2 separate regions of the Mus musculus genome follow, and region 2 is linked to region 1. The links are chromatin contacts, called in public Hi-C maps. All regions are on one chromosome and are shown on one strand. The core of a region is the stretch at or near the end of the contact, and the rest is flanking DNA. Distances in the headings are between cores, read along the strand shown. Region 1 holds the start of Prune2 (prune homolog 2). Region 2 holds the start of Foxb2 (forkhead box B2).

Region 1 (5,421 bases), core at 1,091-3,590:
CAGAAAAAAAAAAGGGCAGAAAGATGTTGACATTTGAAACCATCAGGGAAAGTTTTGCTACTTCTAGGCTGTGTAATATCCTACCCAGAATGTGCTCCAAAAGTCAGAGCCAGATTCCCCATCTGCAATCATAGTACTTGTGAGGCTAAGGAATAAGAATTACCACGAACTCAGGGTCCTTTCTCAAAAGAAAAAGAAAGAGAAAAAGAAAGAGAAAGAGAAAGAGAAAGAGAAAGAGAAAGAGAAAGAGAAAGAAGGAGGAAAAAGAGAGAAAAAGAATAAAGAAAAGGGTCAGAGGCATAAAACAGTACCATGCAACATTCGCTAAATCCTCCAGTGGAGCCAGAGGCTAAAAGAATTCTCTAGCTATTTCTCTATAGTGTTAGTGAAACTGTCTGCACTATTTTATCTGTATGGTTTTAAGTTCTTTAAGTCAGCAGAGAAAGCAGATAGGATCTACCGCTTCCACACGGCTCATCACCTGAACTCACCCTGGAGCTTTAGACTCCCACCGCTTCCCTCTAATTGCATCAGACGACTCCGATGGTTTCTTCTCTTTAGGGTTTTCTGAATGAAAAATGATTTGATTAAGAAATGTATAAGTGCATACAAAGAGTGAGAAAGTAACAGAGACTCAGAGTTAGAAAGAACAACACGTGCACCACCACCCCCCACACGCACAAAACCACTCTTCTCATACACACGTTTATCCATTAGCCTATGTCTAGCTGAGGGTCTATAAACACGTAACACGTGTCGTGTTAGAGACCCAGCTCTGAATGAGGTAGGTGAGGTTTCTGTGGAGCTCACAGCTTGTGAGAGGATATAACCATGCACTCAAGCAATTTATAGCACAGTAGAAAACCCAAGTTGCTAATAGAAAATGCAGAAAGGGCAGTGATTCCACCCATGAATGAATCTGTCAGGGAGCCACGGTGAACAACAAGCTTGACCCCTGGATGCCAAACCTGTGCAAACCTTGGGAGACTGGTAGATCGACACAGCCTCAAGCACACACAGGCAGATTTGAAATTGCAAATGTGGTCCAGAAATCTCTGTTTCATTACCTTGTCAGTGATCCAGACACGTGCTGGAGTTCATTAGAAATCGGAGCTTCATGGCTGCATTTCATGGGCAGCACACCGACACCAGGCTGATCCGGTGGCTTTCACATCGCTTGATGCTGATTTAGTTGGACAGGAACAGGACCCTGAGACAGGCTAGAGAACACCTCTGTGCTGAGGCATGAAGTGTTAAGTCAGGCATTATGGGCTAAGGAGAAGGCAATGGGATTCTTACAGGCAGTGTGCAAACACTCTGTGAATAAAGGAGTCTGAGAACCTAAGTAAGAATAACAAAAGTACACAGACCTCCCTGGTATAGAATACTCTCATAGCTGCAGATGTAGATGCTTGCTGCCGTGCTTCTTAAATGTGAGTGTACATAGACATATCTGAGAATGGTGTAGAAACTGACACATGTTTAGTGGGTGGGGGCCAAGAGTACATTTCTAATCAGCTCAGCGATGCTCACGATGCTGGTCTGTGAAACTACCGTCTTGTGCTGCCCAGCTTTCCCTGAACATACATATCCAGAGTATACAGAGGCTGCCTGAGAACATAGCTATCCATTAGCCGCAGGGCCGACGCAAAGGCATCTAATCTACTTTGTGCTGAGCTGCGGATGTCGGTTGCTAGATGGGTATGCTTGTAGGGTAGGGAGAAAAGTTGCAGCCTACACAACCTCCCAGCCAGCTCTTCTGGTTAATAGCCATCAAGGTCGCATGCTTTTAGCTCAGCAATATTGCCCTCCCTTGGTTGATCCCTCCCTCTCTCCCTCCCAGCTCCAGCCACTCTCCCTGAGTGCATTCTGGGCCAGGGCAACAGACCAGCTCATTAAGTGACCACTGGGGCACTCAGTACAGTGCCAGCCAGCCAGAGAGGCGCTGGCCGAGGACAAGGCCTCCTCCTGGGGCCAGTGCCCCTCTTCCCACCTTTCCTTGCTGGCTGCTGGCTGCCTTGAGGCCTGCAGCAGTGTCACTGCAGCAGACCCTGCCTGGCACTTGGCATGCACTTCTGGGCGCTGTCCATGGTTGCAGCATCTTTCAGCGCACCGCGTCAGGAGGCCACCGCGGGGCTCTGCGATTGGCCAAGGAGCCCCTCGCCACCCCCACCAGCTGCCCCGCGTCAGGGCCCCCGAGGCGCGCGCGTGCCAGCAGGCTGGTGGCGGTCCCTGGGCTCCCGGGCGGCACACCCACTTTCCTTATTAGGACAGAGTCGGAGCTGGAGCTGCCGCGGGGCGTGGGCTGGGCAAGCCGCCCAGAGGAAGCAAGGAGGGCTCAGTCCCGGCCGGCCCGCCTAGGGAGCGGCTGGTCCCTGCGCAAAGCGACCACTTTCTGGAGATCCCGCTCAAGTCCACCGCAGCTCTCCTCTCTCGGCGCTCTCCATCCGGACCCCTGGTCCCAGTTCCTAGCAGAGACATGGAAGAATTTTTGCAACGCGCCAAATCTAAACTGGTAAATTGAAGCTGCAGGGGTGCGTGTGTCTGTGTGTCTGAGTGTGGGTGTGTGCCGCTGGAGTCGGGAGGAGAGGATGCACAGTAGAGGAGGATGAGGAGGGTGAAAACAACTTTGCGGATTACTTATCTGTGTGTGCGAGCTGCACCAGCAAAGAACCTCTGCAACTCTAGTATCAGCGATCTTCCTCCGCAGTCAGGCAAGGTGCAGAGGTGGAGTGGTGAGGCCTGTCTGAACTGATGTGACTGGTCTCCTGAGCCTCAGTCCTGAGAGAGTTGCTCAGACAGTGGGTGAAGGAGGGTGGTGATCCTCCGGGAGGAAAAAAAGTCCAGCTTTCCCCAGATGCAAGACCTGTAGGTGTGAAAAGGAAGAACCTAGCCCTGGGACAGTACTTAGGCTGGGAGTGGCAAAGCCCTTGTGAGGGCCAGGGCTCTGCCTGGATCAGGGTGGCAACTCTCAGAGCCTGCTCAGAGCTGAACTTAGAGGCATTCCAGGGTATTCTCCACACCCTGTGGCAGAGGCTGAAGGTTGAGGGGGCTTCATTTTGAGGTTGATGGGGCTGAGGGAAGAGCCCCGCATGATGGTCTTGTGCATTTTTCTGTCTGAAAATGTAAACAATAAACTGCAATTTCATTGTGTTTCCACATTTGCTACCCATTCCGAACAGGAGAGGCACTTTTCTCTAGCATGGCAATAATAATAATGACCATAAAGGAAATGTTTCAGTCTTGGCACTTAAAAAACAAAAGGTGGGCTTATTTAGAAAGTGTACCTTTTGTGAAGACCAAAAGTACTTTTATGGGTTTGGCATAAAAGAAAATACATAATGTATGATGCCTGTTTCCTTTAAACCTTCACAGAAGAAGCTACTAAAATCTGTTGAGGTGGTGCCTCCAATAAAAGGCAGGATGTCACCGGGGCAAAACAAAGGGCAGGGAGGGCCACCAGAGCATCAAGTGTAGACATCTTTTCTTTCTTTTCCGCTTTCTTTTTAAAAAGAGGCCATTGAGGTTGATTAAAACTGATACTTTGTTTCCTACCTTTAGTCCATCCCGACCTCCAGTCTGGCAACCAGCAGTGTTTGGGAGGATTAGTTTCAGATTTGAGAAAGTGTCTGATCACTTCTGTGGGTTTTGACCCCTTAGAAGTTTCACTAAGATACACTGGAAAAAGAAAAGAAAGCCATTTACTGCAGAAACTCAGTCTCGGCCTTGTGTCTTTACTGAAATAAGCACCCACCGCTCACCTAGGAATAGGAGAAAGATGTTGGAAACGTGAAGTCAACCTTGGAAGCTTGTGGGATGTGCCTGTGTGTCAGCGGATAGTGACTGAGTTTGAACGCAGAGTCTGGGACAGAGGCTATGGTCCATCATATATGTTGTCTTGGTTTCTAACAGTAATGTTCAGACTGTGTGGTCCGCTGTGAGTCTCATTTCTGAACAATTCCTGGAATGGAGATTCGCTTTCAGAATCATCAGCGGAAAGTGATGTCTAATTTATTTACTGAGTCCCTTCATTAGACGACCAATTGCTCTACATCATTAAAAAAAAAAAAAAAAAAGAACTGGAAAACGGAGGTTGTTTGAAATTGTTACCAGCTTCCTGCATTAGCCAGAGGAACAATTATAACTAAATTGGTCTTTTCTTAGAATAGACTTCTGGCTAGAAATTACAATTAACTTTTCTCACTCAGCCTCCACAAATGTGTATGGTCACTTTTGGCCATCACACATTTCTCCTAATAAATGTTTTCAGTAATAAAATTCATGCTTAATATACAATATTCAAGAAGAAGTTGTTCTCAACCGATAAGAGGTAGTGACCCCTTTGGGAGTCGCATATTAGATATCCTGCATATCAGATACCTACATTGCAATTCATACCAGAAGCAAAATTACAATTATGAAGGAGTAACAGAGATCATTTTATGTTTGAGGACCACAACAACATGAGGAGCTGTATTAAAGGGTTGCAGCGTTAGGAGAAGAACCACCGCTTTAGGTGGTGTTTTCCTTGGTGAAATATGTCTGTCAACATGCCTTTTGTTTTTGAGAAGTTTATTCATAGTAAAATAGTAGGCTTTCCAAAATTCCATGCTCTGGGAATGCTCTGGAAAGCATTGTAAGGAAAAGAAATTTACTGTTCTGATTTTTGTACTTAACTTTTGTTAGACTCGTAATTAGAACAGAACTGTAGATAAGCTGTTTCCTATTCAAAGTTAATATAGATTGATCTATATGATACTTAAAGCCGCCTGATTGCCAGATTTTCCTCTTGTTTTGTTATTTATTTTGATAGATTGTAGCTGTATCTTTGAATGGTTTAAAATAGTTGAGGTTCCTTTTGAGGTCTAAACATGGGCTGGCTACTTTCAGGAGACAATGAGGACTTTAGACTGTGAAGTGGCCTTGCTATGAGCCATAGTTATATTCTCTAAGAACCAAAACTTTGGAGTGCTGAGCCTGGTTAGGCCTGCAATCCCAGAAACTAGCAACTTGGAGGCAGGAGAATCACAAGTGTGAGGCCTGCCTGGGCTATAGAATGAGTTCAAGATAGCCTGCAAACCTTGGTGAGACAGGATTTCAAAGGAGAGAACATGGGAGGGCTCAGTCCCATCCCTGGCTCCATAAACCAAACCAACAAACAAAACACTCTGGAGAGATTTGTCTGCTTTCCCCTCTTAAGACCATTTGGTGTTTGTCATTATTGAGAGGAGACGGTCTTCATTCCAGGCCCTATATTAAACTAGAAGGAGGAGATGAGTCCAGTAAGAGGATGAGAGCAAGGACCAAGCCAAGGGCAACCGCAGCCAAAGGGAGCTACTATTGTGTGGATGGAGATGCCTTCCAAATCCCATGAGAACGCAGCTATTCTTCTGTTCTCCATGGCCACTGCTGGATATTGAA
Region 2 (5,652 bases), core at 2,460-4,959, 82 kb before region 1:
TTTCTCTTTCTAGGTCCTAACACCAGTGGAATGAAAAACCAACAAGAAAGCTAAGATGTGTCAAAATGTAGTGACACACTGTGATGAAATTTGTCTTAAAAGAGGTGGGTGGGATGGGCACAAACATCTCTGTTTTTAAAGGGTTTAACTCAATCACAGCGATGTTGCTGAATAGGTCTTTATGCTCTTCTAATGGAAGATTCGTGGAATTTCTTAGGCTTGAAGGGTAGAGGAAAACTGGCTTTCAGTGGAACTTTGCGGGACCTTAGAGGGAGGCGGGAAGAAGTCCCGTTGTGTTTTTCCGAGCCCTCAACTCTATTTCCGGGAATCCCGCTTGTAAAGGTCCTCTCACCTGCTCTCCCCGCATCTGCCCTCCACCTGGGGGATCCTGGTCGAGGGTGCCAGGCTGCCAGCGGTTGGCCTGGGGGTCCAAAAACTTCCTGTCTCCTCTCCACTCCCAGGCAGTAAGTAAGCAGTCACCGGATCGCCAGCAGACCCCACTCACAGACCTTCTTTCCCTGTGCTGGGTAAGCAACAGGTCTTCCAGAAAGCAGTGGCACTTCCCACCCACTCACTTAGGTTTCACTGCGAAGGCAATGGCTGTGTGGGCGGCTTCCAACCACGCGGCTAGCCCTAACCCGGTCCCACACTTGCGCCATGGGCAGGGAACCTGGCCCTGACCTGCCCTTGGCAACCTCCGAAAGGGTTGCGAATTGGTGCTGATAGGAAAATGTTACTGTTGCGGGGTTTTACCAGTTTAGACTCTAATATTGATAGAATGAAGTTCGGTTAGGAAAGGAGAGATTAGCGAGCTGGTGAATGAACGAATCCAGCAAAGAAGACTGTCCCCAGAGATGGCTCGTCGTTATCTCACACTTCTTAAAACTCCGAAGTTAAGAAATTAAGGACCAAGGGAGGATTTTTTCAACCGTGGCCTCATCTCCTAAGAAGAGAATACCCTCACACGGCACTGGTATATCCAGAGAGACGTTTTAATGAACACCTGGCACAACACTGGCAAACAGGAACGAAGCCACAACGCGAACGCAGAGCGGACACAGGCCAGGCGGGGCTTGGAGCCAGGGCCACTCCGCATCCCTCCCTAAGTTTGTTGTTAGTAAAGTGCTGTTCCTGGGTCTCAAAACCCGGGAAGGGAAGGGCAACAGTGAAATTTATTCACACACTGCAATTGAAGAATTCGCCTGAAAAGACACGCAGCGAGCAAAGGTGACCCCTCCTCATTTGTGCAAGAGGAGGTGGGAAAGCGGACAGCCACCAAACACACACCAAACACCACACCCGGCGCGAGCCCCTCTCCTCCAGGAGACAGGCTTCCTCGCACTACTCGCGCTAATGCGCTAATCGGGTAGAGGAGTAAAATTCCGTGATACAAGTGACTTTTTTTTTTTTTAAAAGTCTAAATGGAACTGATCGTGGGAATGAACTCTGTTCTCAGGCTTCGTAACGGTTTCTCATCCGATTGATACACAGAGGAGTCGCAGGTGGAAAGTCGCCTTTATTGTCTCTCTCTGGGGGCTCCCCAAACTTTACTTTTGGAATCTGGAGCTTTGCTCTTTAAGCCTCCGCCTTTCTCTTTTGTGCGAACTAATTACTTTAGCTGTCCCTACTATCCTCCTCGACCCCGGGTCACAGCCACGAAATGTAACCGTTTCTCAAAGAACCCACTAACCCCCTCTGTACCCCCCGCCCCCGCCGTAACAGCGAGTTTATTCCCGGTGTCGTTTTCTTGTCCATTTTCCTGACCACGGAAATAATGAGACAAAACATGCTCCTTCCCTTACCATCGAAGGCAAGTTTTCCTCAAAAGGCAGGCGGCTGCGGACTCCGGGGGACTGAAGCCTGGGCTCTGAAGTCCATTTCTGTCACTCTGTTGGGCTTCTCCCGGATTAGGTCGTCCAGGTCCTGCTCCAGAAAAGAGGTGAACCCTACTTCCTCTTTGCCTAAAATTAGTTTTCACTGACCACGTTTGCTCCTCTCTCCCATAACTTACCGACTTTTATTACAATAGAAACTCTTACCTGAAAATGGGCTTTCATTAATTAATCTGATTTACAAGATAGTATAAACACAGACACCAGGAAGTTACATTTATTCAGACCAGTGCAGCATTTAGCTCAATGCCAAGTTTGCTGACCTTCCTGGAGCACCCTCTCGGTCTGGGACCATTGTCTCAGTCTCTCGACAGGCGCCTTCTCACCGGTCGCGGGGTCCCCTAAGAATGCACCAACACCGAGTGTAGGGAGCTCCCCTTGCTGTCAGCCCTGCCGGCTGCGGTGGGCTCCAAGAGAGGGGCTGTGGGTGAGGCGGCGGCCGCGCACACGGTGGAGGGAGCAGGCAGCTGCTGCGACGCCGTGGGGACAGACAACGCCGGCGGCAGCGTGGTCACGGGTGGTAGCGCAGGCGTGGGCTTGATGGGCACCGGTACAGCTGGCAGGCTCTGGTTTGCCGAGTGGCACAGAGCCTTGACTGGCACCCCGAATGCCCCATACTCCGGGCCTACCGGGACCCCAGCTGCGGCGGCAGCAGCGGCAGCCGCGGCTACCGAATCCATCACGCCAACATGAGGCCACACGGAGCCGACAACATTGCTGAGCTGGCCCGGCACGGGGTAGCCCAAGTGGTGCATGACCGACGCCAAAGGCAACCCTCCAGCCTGCAGCACGCCCTTGTAGTCCCGCCCGATGATGTTCTCTATGGCGAACGGATGTTTGAAGCCTGTGGTGGACGCGGCGGCTGCAGCGGCGGCGGCGGCGGCCGAGCCCAGCCCGTAGGGTGGGAACTGAGACAGACGCCCCACGCTGCCCACCGCTGCGGCCGCCGCCGCTGCTGCGGCCGCCGCCACGGCCGCCGCCTCCTGCATCTTGCCGGGATGGGACGTCTGCGGAGGCTGCGACTGCGGCTGTGGCTGCTGCGCGGGCTGCGACGGGAGGTGTGGAGGCTGCGGAGCCGGAGCCGGCTGCTGGTGGAAATAGGGCACCATGTGCGGCGGCGGCGGCGGGGGCGGCTGCGGCGGGTGGTGATGGTGGTGATGGTGTGCGGCGTGGTGGTGATGGTGGTGGTGGTGGTGTGCGTGGTGGGGATGGTGGGGATGCAGGTGACCTCCTGGCCCCGTGCCGGGCGCGCCCTTGCTGCTTCCTGAGTGTAGGTGAGCGTGGTCTGCGCGTAGCACCTTGAAGCGCTTGCGGCGCCGCAGGAAGCTGCCGTTCTCGAACATGTCACCGCAGTCAGGGTGTAGCGCCCAGAAGCTGCCCTTACCGGGTTGGTCCGGCCTCCGAGGGATCTTGATGAAACAGTCGTTGAAGGAGAGGTTGTGGCGCAGGCTGTTCTGCCAGCGCTGCGTGTGCTCGCGGTAGTAGGGGAAGCGCTCCATGATGAACTTGTAGATGTCGCTCAGAGGCAGCATCTTCTCAGCCGAATGCTGGATGGCCATGGCGGTCAGTGAGATGTAAGAGTAGGGCGGCTTTTGGTCGCTGTAGGAACTCTTCCCTGGCCGTGGCATCTTCCCAGGCTCTTCCACTTCCGTCCGGCCCACAGTGGGCCTTAACGCCTCTCGGAAAGCCGGATACCAGGCTTAAGTGTCCCCACTAATTCTCTCTCCACCTGCGCAGCCTGATCCCCAGCTTTCTTGGTCCCCAGACCCCTTTTGCCTTGGTCCTCCTCCTTCGGGGAGCTGCCCCGGGTCCCCGCAATTGGCTTTTTGAGCCAATACAGTTTTATGGCGCTCACAACTTCTGGTCTTGACTGTCGTGGGCAGGCCCTCACAGTAGCCAGAGAGACTCGCCAGCTTTACCTTGCTTTTCTCCGTCTCGTCCTCCTCTTGGATGACTAGACTTGAGCTCTGGAGCGAAAGGCTGTGGAATGAGTTTCTTTTTGGTCTCTTTTCCCTTTATCGGTACAAAGGCAGCTCAGATCAAACCAACTGGATAATGAAGACTGGCTTTTTAAGCTCGAGTCCACACTAGCTGTCCCGAGGCCACTGGTGACCGATCTTTCGACCCTGGAAGCTGACCTGGTACTGGGTCTGTCCGCGCTGGAGTTCAAATCTTACAAAAAGGGGTAGACAGGGTAAGAAGAGAGAGAGGGAGCGCGCACTTTCCTATCCGCTACTGTACGTACGTACCCTCTTTTTTCAGGAGATCTGCAGGCAAGCTGAAAATGGAAGAGGCACCGAGCTCTAGGTGGTGGTTCCAAGAAAAAAGTTTGGTGCTGTCTACAGCAGCGGCGCCCACCGTCAGGCTCTATGGAGGGGACGGTGTCAGAACTCCCGGAGCTAGCCGCAGGCTGCAGGGGGCGTCTGCGTAGACAGGCTAGGACCCGGCTCGCCCGGTCCGAACAGCCGTCTGAGCTGCAGCTGCAGCCGCTCTGCCCCGCGGGTTTTGAGAAGACGCGCTGCTGTGGCAGCGACGCGCTCTCCTGGCTGCGTTTTGTAATGGTCCCCGAGACGCCGAGACCCCTGCAGCTTGCGCTTCGAGACTATCACATGACCGAGGCTGAGGGACTCCGCCGCCGCCGCCTCCACAGCCTCTTCTTTTGCTGAAGAAGGGGCAAGAAGGCACAATTTCTCGTCTCCGCCCCTTCTCCATTTCCACTGGTCACCCCGACCCTTCGCTTTCACTTCCCGCTTGCCAGCCCAGGCTTCAGCCGTCTGACCACTGAGAAGGGGTCACTGTCTAGTTGTGGGGGTCTGCTGTTCCACAGCAAGGGGGCACGGCACTGCTTTCTCACCCGTCAGGTCTTGCATAGCTCTCTCCCTTTATCATTCAGTCTTTTCACCCACTCTCCCTTAGTTTCCCGGTGGCCTAGCCATTTAGGTCTCCAGTTTGGAGCACCTTTGTCTCCAGCTCCTTTTCTCTTGGAGAAACAGAGACGCCCAGAGGGTTGTAAGTGGAAACCAATAGAAAGAAGAGCTGGGGCCTACAGATCGGCCCATTTTTTGGCAGGTTCAGCGAGGCACGAATTGCTCTTTGCACCCCAGAACCTTGATTTAGGGGGCAGAAAGATAATAGGCAGGGAATTAGGAGGCAAGAAGCTTGGCGGGTGGAGAAACTCCAACACGTCTTCCTGAAAGGGGCGGACAGACGGCGTGAGGTCTCTTTGGGGTGGCGATATTAGAGGCAGGGGAAAGAATGAGGAGTTGGGAGTCGAGGGGCTCCGTTACCTAACTGTGCAGCACTCTCCTCACCAAGGGAGGAATACCATTAAAATCACTCTGGAAGCCTTGGTGTGACCTGTAAGGGAGCAGGGGCTGAGCCAGGGGTAAAGGTCCCCTACCACCCCCCACCCCCACTTGGATGAAGCACTCATCCTGGAAATGGCAATGCGTATTCAAAGAACTTAAAATCTCATTCTGGTTGGCTACGTTTGACCCCAAGCTGGCAGGGAAAGAAGCATTTAGAAACAACCATATTCTCTATTCCCGTCTCGGGATCTCACTTTCAGTATTTTTCCTGTAGTTGGAAAATTTCAGAGTTCTTTCCAGTTCCCTCACTTGAGAGCAGTTAAAGGCAGCAGGTGCCTCAGATTTTAATTTCTTCTCTGCTAAGCATAAGTCCTAAATCTTGGCTCAGTGGCTAGAAAGGCTACGTACGGGTCCAAGGAAATCAGGATTTTGGTAAGTGGTAAAATGGGCGC

The links. Hi-C and Micro-C count contacts between places; a contact is called where the count stands out from the background.
Region 2: a contact with region 1 is called in a Hi-C map of nephron progenitors, with 2.4 times the contacts expected there. A contact is called at or near these places in 3 of 39 promoter capture datasets (the SN4741 cell line and embryonic stem cells), 10 of 484 Hi-C or Micro-C datasets (cortical neurons, embryonic stem cells, muscle stem cells and 3 more), 1 of 130 datasets of targeted methods (stem cell-derived neural progenitor cells) and 1 of 9 other capture datasets (adipose tissue).

The regions. Positions count from the first base shown.
Region 1 is chr19:16,953,778-16,959,198 of GRCm38.p6, forward strand. Prune2 (prune homolog 2) reads left to right here and starts at 2,341. Exons shown (of 20, transcript NM_181348.4): 1 at 2,341-2,515. The coding sequence starts at 2,480.
Region 2 is chr19:16,870,121-16,875,772 of GRCm38.p6, forward strand. Foxb2 (forkhead box B2) reads right to left here and starts at 3,710. Exons shown (of 1, transcript NM_008023.2): 1 at 2,196-3,710. The coding sequence starts at 3,520. The coding sequence ends at 2,234.